2 separate regions of the Mus musculus genome follow, and region 1 is linked to region 2. A link is a contact called in public promoter capture Hi-C data. All regions are on one chromosome and are shown on one strand. The core of a region is the stretch at or near the end of the contact, and the rest is flanking DNA. Distances in the headings are between cores, read along the strand shown. Region 1 holds the start of Tspan11 (tetraspanin 11). Region 2 holds the start of Rad51ap1 (RAD51 associated protein 1).

The links. Promoter capture Hi-C pulls out the DNA fragments that hold promoters and counts their contacts.
Region 1: a contact with region 2 is called in a promoter capture Hi-C map of trophoblast stem cells, with 7 times the contacts expected there. The contact joins the promoter of Tspan11 here to the promoter of Rad51ap1 in region 2. A contact is called at or near these places in 1 of 39 promoter capture datasets (trophoblast stem cells) and 1 of 115 datasets of contacts at active chromatin or transcription factors (astrocytes).

The regions. Positions count from the first base shown.
Region 1 is chr6:127,884,277-127,889,577 of GRCm38.p6, reverse strand. Tspan11 (tetraspanin 11) reads right to left here and starts at 1,956. Exons shown (of 8, transcript NM_026743.3): 1 at 1,700-1,956.
Region 2 is chr6:126,937,757-126,942,616 of GRCm38.p6, reverse strand. It overlaps Rad51ap1 (RAD51 associated protein 1), which reads left to right and starts at 3,030. Exons shown (of 9, transcript NM_009013.4): 1 at 3,030-3,123. The coding sequence starts at 3,107. D6Wsu163e (DNA segment, Chr 6, Wayne State University 163, expressed) reads right to left here and starts at 2,651. Exons shown (of 14, transcript NM_138594.3): 1 at 2,591-2,651; 2 at 111-305. The coding sequence starts at 288.

The DNA.
Region 1 (5,301 bases), core at 707-3,206, 950 kb before region 2:
ACATCTAAGGGTCACAGCCACCTAACCATGTCTTGGTGTTGGGTACTGTCTGAATATCAATGCTGAAACCCTCCCACCTCCTAACTGCACTTGGGTCTAAAGCCATGCCAGAGTCCTATACCACAAAAGGCAGGATTCTGCAGGTAATATCCTAAACCTGTGAGCTTGGGGAACAAACTTCTTTGCTTTCTACTTTTCTGGGGAGCAAACTGCAGGGGGTCCTATGGCTAAAAGCAAGATGGCAGACCAGCTTACCTACACTCTTCTGAAAGTGTGCTTTCTGCAGAGGTAAGATGCTCAGAGTATTTGAAGACCATGCAAGCCTGTTTTTCTTTTTTTCCTGTGTCACAGAAGATATTTAGACAGAAACTATGTGAGGCCTGTCTGTAATTCCCACATTTCCAACTAAGAGTCCAGACACAGGCTCCAGACAGACACCCCTCTTGTGCTGAGGGTAGGGGCTCCCTCTACCACCACTGACCAAGCAGATGCAGGCCACTAGGACACTCCCAAGCTACTAGCGGGTACTTGTGTTCCCAGCGCCGCCCCCTTGCTTAGAGCCCCATCCCAGGCATCTCCACATTGTTCCTCCAACCACCTAGGTGACAAGTAGGACCTGGTCAGTGGCCCCACTGTGTACAGTACGCCATGGAGCTCTGATAACTCTCCTGGGATACAGTTTTGGGACATAGTCATGGCAGCTAAACTCCCTACTAAGTTCTGGTCTAAGCCCAGGCTGCCAAACTCCACCAGCTGTCTCATAGTGATTCATTAATTAAACACAGACCATCTAGTCTTGCTCAATCCTACCCTCTTTTTCTCCCCAAGACCCTACGATACTGTAACTCTACACCCTGGAGTGCACTTAGGAATTTTCTAGAAATTGTTTCTTCTTCTGGTACCCCTTCCTACTTCCTGCCACAATATGTGCCACTTGCCAGCCTCTGGTTGCTTCTTCCTGTGCTCTCTGCAATCTAAGCCCAAGTTAAGACGCCAACTAGTCCTCTCCCTGCTTTACAACTAGTCACATGTGGGCACTGCATAATTCAAACAAAACCCCTACATTCCAGAATCCCCCTCATTCTCTCTTCAACACAGGAAGCCAAGCACGTAGACATAGGTGACAAGGCCTGCCTAACTCAGTTTCCACTGATACACAACAGGGCCCAGGTGGATAGCTCAGCCTGGGACGGCAGACTGCCTAGGAACAACCAACCCCCCAGTGTCCTAGACTCAGCAGCTGCCAGCAGCTAGCAGACCCTGTTTTGCATGGGGTCCAGCAGCCACGGACTTGGCATTTTGCCTCTGCTAACAAACAAGAGACAGCCCCTAGTATTTGGGATTAACAAAGCGGGGGGGGGGGGCATTTGACGGAGGGCCAGTCATACACAGGACACTCTGTATGGCCCAAGCTATCAAAGCTGGGCGCACAAAGTTAAAGGCAACCCAGTCAAGAAAGGCAAGGCAGACATTCAGAGTAGTACCAACCCCACCCCTACCCCGCTGAGCACAGTGCGACACCCATGCGCGCACCCACCGCTGCCTCATCCTCATCCAAGGGCAACTTTCTTGGCCACTGAGCCCCTCTGGGGTCGTGCCAGGGACGGGCAGCTGAGCTGGAGGAGCCATGCCAGGACGGCTTGGTGCTTTAATGTCAACCCCACCGGCGCTCTTGTCTCCCGCCGCCACCTGCACTTACCCGGCCAAAACCGCCAGGCTGGATGCAGCGAGGGATCGGGAATCCGGAGCTGTGATTGTGGCTGTCCTGGCCACAGCCGCCCGCTCCACCCTGCGCTCCTTGCCCACTGGCCCGCGGTGGCTGCTGGCTGCCCCTCTCACTCAGACTGGGGGACGCGCCCACAGGCCCGGGGCGGGCGGGACCGGGGCTGCTCTTTGTTTGGAGCTGGCTTTTTTTTTTTCCCACCCAAAGCAGAGCACACTGAGCACTCGGTCCTGGCAGTTGTGCAGAAGTGGCTCCAGGAAACTTGTGAGGAGGGGGTGGGGCTGAAGAGAGGCGGATGGCCCTCTGTCCCGTCCCACCCACTCATCAGTAATCACTGTCCCAGACTTAGATTTATCCTCATGAAGTGGGGGGAAATTCCAGGATCCCGGAAGAATTGAATCCATGACAGGTTCCTTGGGATGTAGGGACAAGCCTCCCACTTCTCTCCTCACTCCTGAGACACAGGAACCGGTTTTTTTGGGGGTGGGGTGGGGTGGGGGTGGGGAGTCAAAATCCTGCGGACCATCATTTCTTTTACCCTCCTTGGAACCAAAGAAAAGCCAGATCCCTTTCCGTACTGGAACACAGTGGAAGGACAGACAACCAAGACCCAGTCTCTGCCAGTGGGTGAGGGTGAAGAGTTGCTGACCGCCCTCCCCCCCCCCCCCAACACACACACACACTGCCCGGCCAGTGGGTGAGCACCCTGTGTGATTTACTAAGAGGAACAGCCCGTGCTTAGCCAGCCTTGACTGCAGTGAGCAAGGCTTGGTAGCTTATTAATTTTTCTCCTCGCAATGCCACAATACCTGACAAGAGAAACTTAAGGGTTTGTTCTGTCTGGAAATTCGAGTGTGCAGGGGATCACAGACTGAATGGCACTGCCACCAGAGCAGGAGTGGCTGGTCACTGAGTGTTTGACGGCAGGAGGCAGAAGGGGCAAATGTAAGCGCTCAGTTTGCTTGCTTTGTTTTTCTTTGTTATTCAGATTCCCATGTAGCTGTTTTCACACACAATCCCTCAGTGAAACCTTTCTGAAAACATCCTCACAGAAGCACCGGAAGGTGCGTTTCCTAGGTGACTCTAAATTCAGTGAGGTTGACCACTCAGTCGCAGGAAGCAGGCAAAGCTGAGGGTTCCTAGCTACGGAGGCCAGCTGGCTGCTAAGAATGCCCTGTCACAGCAGAGATGAGATAGGGACTGTCTCCTTCGGAACTCATCCTGAGAGCTGGCGGCTAGGGTTCAGGGACATGGGGCCTTTCAGAGCATTTGAGTGGTAAGGACTCATTTCTCAGTTCCCGCAGTGGACTGGTTACTCCAGTGGGTGGATTATTTCTATTTCGTTTTTATTTGTGTGAATGTATGTCCATGTGTGTGGATGTGTTCATCTGTGAACAGATGTGTGTTCGTGTGTATACAGATGCATGAGCATGTGTGTGTACAGACCAGAGGTTATTGTATAGCATGGTGTTGCCCCTTATTTCTGAAAGAAATAACTCCCCTCTTTCACTTGCTACCATGACCTTACACAGTATGAGGCCCTTGCCAGACATGGCCATTTGTTTGTTTGTTTGTTTGTTTTTTGACCCGTAGAACATGGGCCATAGACTTTAATTCTTTATACTTTGTTCAGTCTCAGGTATTTCATTGAAGCAATGGAAGATGGGCTAAGAAAGTGGGACGGAGGGACTCAGAGGAGGTCATGGCTGTAATCTCTCTGAGAGATGAACTGGGGATGCAGGTGGTGAAAGGAAAAGACACAGCAGAGAGGTCTACAGAGCTGTGCAGCAGAAGGAGGAGCCTGTGAGATGGGGACCAGGGGCAGCATGAGCCAAAGGAAACCTCCATCTCCTTCAAAGTCCTTTATAGCAGGCATTTCACCACAGGGATGGAAAGTGGGGTGACACACTAGATACAGCAGGTGGAGGGGTGCTCGGATATGGATCCTGGACCCACCGGCCGAATGCAGAGCACACAAAGGTGACTCTCTTGGTTCTGCTCTAGAGGGCTCTGAAATCCACTCCAATTCCACAGCTTCCCAAAGAAAACCCTAATTCAAGTCCATTCTCTGCCTAACCTTGTTTGCTTCTGTCTTAAGGTGTTGTACCAGAAGTATCTTCTAGTGGTCTCCTGCATGCAAATCTCCATCTGTTGTGCCGTATGGCAAGTATAGATAAGGTCTTGGCTTATTTTCTGTTGCTGTAAAAGAATACTCAAGATGAGGTTATATTAAAAGAAAGAGGCTTGTTTAACACATGGTTGCACAGGCTGGAGGCCAAAGATAGTGAGGCTTCATCTCTCTGGCCTTTTGGCTATGGGGTCACAGGGGAAGGGTTAATGGCATAAAGGCCAGGAGCAGGGCTTGGATTGACTCAAATGAGGCAATTCCAAGGAACAGGGATGGTCACAAAGGATCAGAGAAGCTGCCAGTAAAATCCAAGGCAGACAGGCCTGGAGAGGGGTTAAGAGTCCTGGCTGCTCTTCCAGGGATCAGGACCTATTCTCAGCATCCACATCATGACGCAAAACCATCTGCAATTCCAGTCATGGGGATATGGTGCCCTCTTCTGGCCTCCACAGGCACAGGAATGCATGTGGTATTGACACGTATACAGGGAAAACACTCAGACACATGAAAACAAATAAGTAAATAAATGCAAGGCAGACTGGACAGTAAAGAGGAGGGGTACCAAAAAGAGGGTGAGAAAATTTGGGGGCCATCTGGGGAAGGGTGGGGTAGGCTGAAGCAGGGAGAAGTGTGGTGTGTGGGGTAAGGATGAAGGGGAGTTGATACTCATGAGAGTTATTAATAGATAACAGTAATTAGAGAGAGAAGACTAGAAAACGTCCTGGAGATTCCTTTAATGATCTGGGACACCAGGATATAAGGAAACATCTGGGTTAACATATTCCGTCTCCAGTAATCTCTCTAGTGACATTAAGTATCTAGAACAACAACAACAGCAACAACAATAATAAAACCCCAGCAATATGTAATTTGAAGGTTTCTGGGAGCCATATTTAAACATATGAAGATAGAGAGGTGGAGAGGGGTAATGGTTAAGGTTACAGACCCTCAGACATTGGGAAATGTCATTGGGAGAGGGTCTGTTGCGTGGCATGGCGGGTATTGCTAATGTCTAAATTTATTTTCTGTTGCTGTCACATAACACCTGAGACTGGGTAATTTACTTTTGAAAAGAAATCTATTAACTCATGGCTTTAGCGACATAAGTCCAGAATGATGTGGTTGTATTTGCTTGCCCCTTGGTAGGATAAGGCTAGAAGGGGCTATGAAAGAGAAGATGGGCAGAACAGGGCAGACACTGTACCATCATGCTCTCAAAGAAAAGAACTCAGGTCTCAGGAAAGGTCCCTCTTAAAGGCCCCTCCTGAGAACTCTGTACTACCATCAGATCTCAATCAGAAAACCGTGTTCAAACTTCAGGCGCCCATCAACAAACACAGCACATTTCAATAACGTGAAGGGAGAAACCTTCAAAGTGTTCACATCGCACAAAAGAGTCAAGTGTTGGGGGTGCTGAACGGGTGGGTTAATTGGGTTTTATCAAGCCATC
Region 2 (4,860 bases), core at 1,781-4,280:
ACTCAGTTGTGCAGACTCATGGGTCACATCCCAAGTTCAAAAATCTGTGCTCTACCAAGAAACATCTAACAATAGAGACTATGGAGAAACAAAAGGAGGTCCGTCCTCACCACTCTCTATGAAGCAAGGCAAGCTGTGCAGCAGCATCAGACGTCCATGCAGATGACTGGCATTCTCCTCCACAGGAAACCTGAGGGGCACTCTCAGCTCTAAGCGCTCACGTCCTACCTGGAACTTGTACACAAATTCCCTTTCCTTGTTGCAGAACCTTTCTCGGTTTTTCTTCATATTCTTCAGCAGGGTTTCTGTAGGATGAGCCAAAGAACCATGAGTCAAACGGCCACAGGACACCTCTAAAACACAGCCCATCCCTCAGAGACTGTACCCCACCCCACCCCGCCCCCATGCGATGCTGAACCAACGACTCCAGTCTTCATTTTCCTTCCATTTTATTAGAGAGGATGTCTCACTGTGCATCTTGGGGTGACTTAGGACTACGTATCCTAGGATGATGTCAGACATTTGATTCTCCTGTCTCAGCACACCCCACCCTAAGTGCTGATATTAAAGGTGTGCACCACCACAACCAGTCTATTATAGTGTTTCCTGCTTATTCCTGCACATTCATCTTCGTGACAAAAACCAAATGCTGCTTCTTCCTTTTTTTTTAAAATGAAAAGTTATTTTAAAGTTAATTTCAGAGCAAACAATATGCTCAAGAAGTACTTTTACTCCTAGGGAAGAATAACAAGTAGTTAATACAAGGGAAGGTACAGAGTGGGGGGGGGGCAAGAGGAAATGCTGGAGGAGGGACGGGTTGGGGGTCTGTAAGTGTACAGCTAGCTTACGGAACTCATACAAGTGGCCAAACACAACGGAGACCCAGTGGTAGCTTGAAGATGTTTGATGTTGAAGGTCAGGAGATGTATCAGAAAAAGGATATGGGAACACAAGAAAGATCTCCAAGTAGGAAGCACGGGCACAGAACAGACCACACAGGATGCTGCCCAAGGCACACTGAACACTACTCAGAGAAAAGAAAATGCAGTAAAGACAGTAGGAGTCGAGGTCCCTTAAAGAGCTAGCCATCAGTCTATGTATACACACATATATGTACATATATATGTATGCATTTATATATATATATATATATATATATATATATATATATATATATATGAACTCCCAGGACAGTAGAGATTGTTGTCATTGTTCTTGGTCGTCCATAAAAACTAGATGATAAACTCTGTTGTTAAAGACACTGCACAGCTCAATTGATGATATAAAAAAGCCAAGCTGGAACTCTGCTGGAAGCTTCCTCTTTGCTGGCTATCTTTTATGGTCCTTGAAGATACTAAGGAGGCTGCTATAAGAGAAATTTCATTACTGGTCCAACCCAGCTGTGGACTCTATGAACTCTACTAACCTGCCAGGCAAGACATGCTCATCTGGGCACTAGGGTACCATTATGAGGGTATCCAATTTGCTCTGACTGGATTTGAGGTCAGCTCTATAGGAGCATACCCCTGCCTGGCACTATGATTCCTGTTGGAAACCCATAGCAGGGAAGATGATGGGCCCTGGGGGGGAACATAAATACTGTTGTTCAGTTAAATGGACACTGTCAAACCACCATGTCTATACCCACGACAAGTGCTACTCCCAGACTTAATCAGAGAATTGTCTCTTTCCAGTGAACTATAATGAATGTACAGACTCCAGGTGCCACAAGGTGAGAACATGTGATGGATGGGGACTCGGCCCTAAACAAGGCATTTATACCACCTCTGTGAAGGTTCAAGGAACACTGCAGAATAGGAAGTGGAAAAATAGAGGAACCAGATCATAGAGAGGAAGACAAAATGCCACCTTCTGACAAGACGCTGCCATTACAGCAGTAAACTCACTGCAGTGTCAGAGGTCTGCATAAGATTAGCCTCAGCAGCAGCAGAGGGAAGAGAGAAGACGACTCAGAATGACCCATGTGTCATTAAGGAACTGTTTTCTATGGGCAGATTCAGGAAAAGGGAAGTTATTTTTCAGTTGTGTGCCCACGGGTGCCCCCACCAGGCTCCAATGAGTAGTCGCAATTCAATAGTCTGGTCTAATTAAGATATAGGGTCACAAAAACAAACAAAACCAAACCAAAACAAAAAAAACCCAACGACATGAATCTAGAAAGGGGACTGGTGGAAATGCAGAGATTAGAGGGATGGGCAAGTTAGTAGGGACAGGTGCGACATAAGGTGAGACAGTAATTAGAATACATTGTAACATGAAACAGAACAAAACCAATAAAAACACACGTTTTCATGTTACTCTTTGTTCCTGTGGTCTGTTGCTCTCAGGATACAATTCATCGTAATCCAGTTTACGTCTCCGAATTCTCTGGGTGTGCCTACACCCTGTCAGAGCAACATGCAAAACGACAAGCCTAGTTGACCACAAACACTGAACTGGCAATGGCAAGCTGCACTCCAGCACTTTAGATGGCCCTTAGAAGACTCCTTCTGTTCTTTAAGTCTGTACCAGATACCGTCATTGGGTCCTCCACACTGAAGGGGCTTCTTCGCTGTGGGCTCGAACTCACCTCTCTCATCAGACACCAAAGCACACTTGGAGCTGTCAACGCAGAACTGCCCAAATAAGTCAGCTGACTTCTTGCTTTTTTTTTTTTAACCTCCAATAGATCCACTTTGGCAGATTCGGAACTCATGTTTCTCTTTCCTCAAGCGCCAAGGAAAACGCCTATCCAAGACCCCCTTTGTTCCAGTTATTTTTAAGTTAGTCATTCTAAATATTGGAGGCGTGTCGCTATTTTTATATTGTATTTTAGACTCGGTACCAAATCGCAATTGTGACGAAAGTGCAGTATCAAAACAAAAGCTAAGTCTGAGCAGACAGGATCCAGGATGGCGTGCCCGGGCCACGGTGTGTGTGCGCAGGCGCCCTCTCTTCAGCACGCAGGCGCCGCCTCAGGCAGGCGAGCGGTGATTGGCGGGCTGGCGCAGCGGGGCGTGGAGCGCGACGTCTGGTTTTCGGCGGGAATTGAAACCGCCACAGCTGCTCCCCAGCTCCAGAGCACTGCTGCTCTAGGCAGGGCACCATGGTGCGTCCTATCAGGTGAGTGGTTGGTGACGTCCCGCGGGGCAGAGAGGAAGGACGGGGACGATGGGGGCCACTGTCATGCATGGTTGCGGGAGAGGACGAGATCCGACAGAGGGCAGCGCGATTGGGTGGGTGCTCGTCGCCAGTCTCCGGTGAGAGCCACCCGCTGCTCAGAGGAGCCCGCCTGGCATCTCGCTTGCCGCCCCTCGGCCTCCTTCTGCAGCTGTCGCCCCTGAGTCACCCCACTCCAGAGGGACCTGGTAGGCTAGCATTTGAGTCGCGCTTAACGCGACAGCGAGCGACCGCGTTAAGTGGCTGTCATACGTTGAGCGATACAGAAAAAGCAGGTGTGCCTATTCCCTCAAATCCCTAGGCAGAGAGGCCCATTTAACTTCCAGCTCAAGCCGTGGTGCCCTGTCACATGACCCCCAGTTCCTATCTGCTTTCCTTTAGACTGTTGGAATCTCTCTGTGATCACAACCGGGATGCCAGGCTGGCCATCCATTTAGTAGAATGACTGAATATAGCTGAGACTATGGCCCAGTGGTCCAGTGATTGCCTAGCAGATGAGAGGCCCCCAGCTTCAAACCCCAGTCCTGCAAAACCAAACAACAATAAACTTAGTGAATTCTCCTAGGCCTGTATTGTACTAAGAGCTGGAGGCTACACTCTATTGGAAGAGGGGTGGGGAGAGATAAGGGGGAGTAACAAAATAAACACCACAATGTAACATAGGAGGAAGGAGAAAAGCCTTACTTTAAATCATATGAACGCGTTACCTAGGTAAAATGTAAGGGGCATTCACATGAAATAGGAGCCAAAGCCCAAGGTTCACCATGTTTGAGAAGCAGATTGAAGGTGTGGGATGAACAAGCATGTGGATGGATTGAGGACTGAGTCAGATAGATTACAAAGCAGTTGTAATCTATCTAAATCTATCTAAAGCAGCTTGTAGGTCTTAGGAGTTTGAATTTTATTTGAGACAAATGGGAAATCTGTAGTTTCAGTGGTGGAGGGCCTGAGATATTCTCATTTCACTTTTATAAAGGCCACCGGCTGTTGGTTGGCTCTGAGGGGGACTGGAGTGGCCAGAGCGAAAGCAGGGGGGAGGGGGGAATTGAGATGCTATCAGTTGTGTGTGACTTTGGCACTGTGTGTGTGTGTGTGTGTGTGGTGTGGAGATGGAGCAAGTAAGTTTAGGGTTTTTTTTGTTTTGTTTTAAGATTTATTTATATGAGTACACTGTAGCTGTTCCCAGATACACCAGAAGGGGGCATCAGATGGTTGTGAGCCACCATGTGGTTGCTGGGAATTGAACTCAGGACCTTTAGAAGAGTGGTCAGTGCTCTTAACCACTGAGCCATCTCTCCAGCTCAAGTTTAGGTACTTCTGACAAGTGGTTATAGAGGAGAGAAAACAAAGAATCAAGGTTGACTGTCTCTATGGACTGAGCTACGTCTCTGTATTGACTGAGATGGGCCCCTTTGAGATAATGAGGTTTAGAAGACAGGACTAGATTTCTCTTGCTTCCATGGTGAAATTGGAAGGGGACAGGCATGCAGATATTGAAGACATACTGCTGTTATTTGGGATAGTAGTAGTCACAGTGTTATCCACAGTCCCCTGAATCCTCAGAAGCCCCATGAGATCATGACTGTGGTCTGGTTTTTGTTGTTATTTTGTGTGGTGGGGGGGGGTTGTTTTGTAAATTATTGTGTGAATAAAAGGGGTGAGAATGGTGGTAGACATACA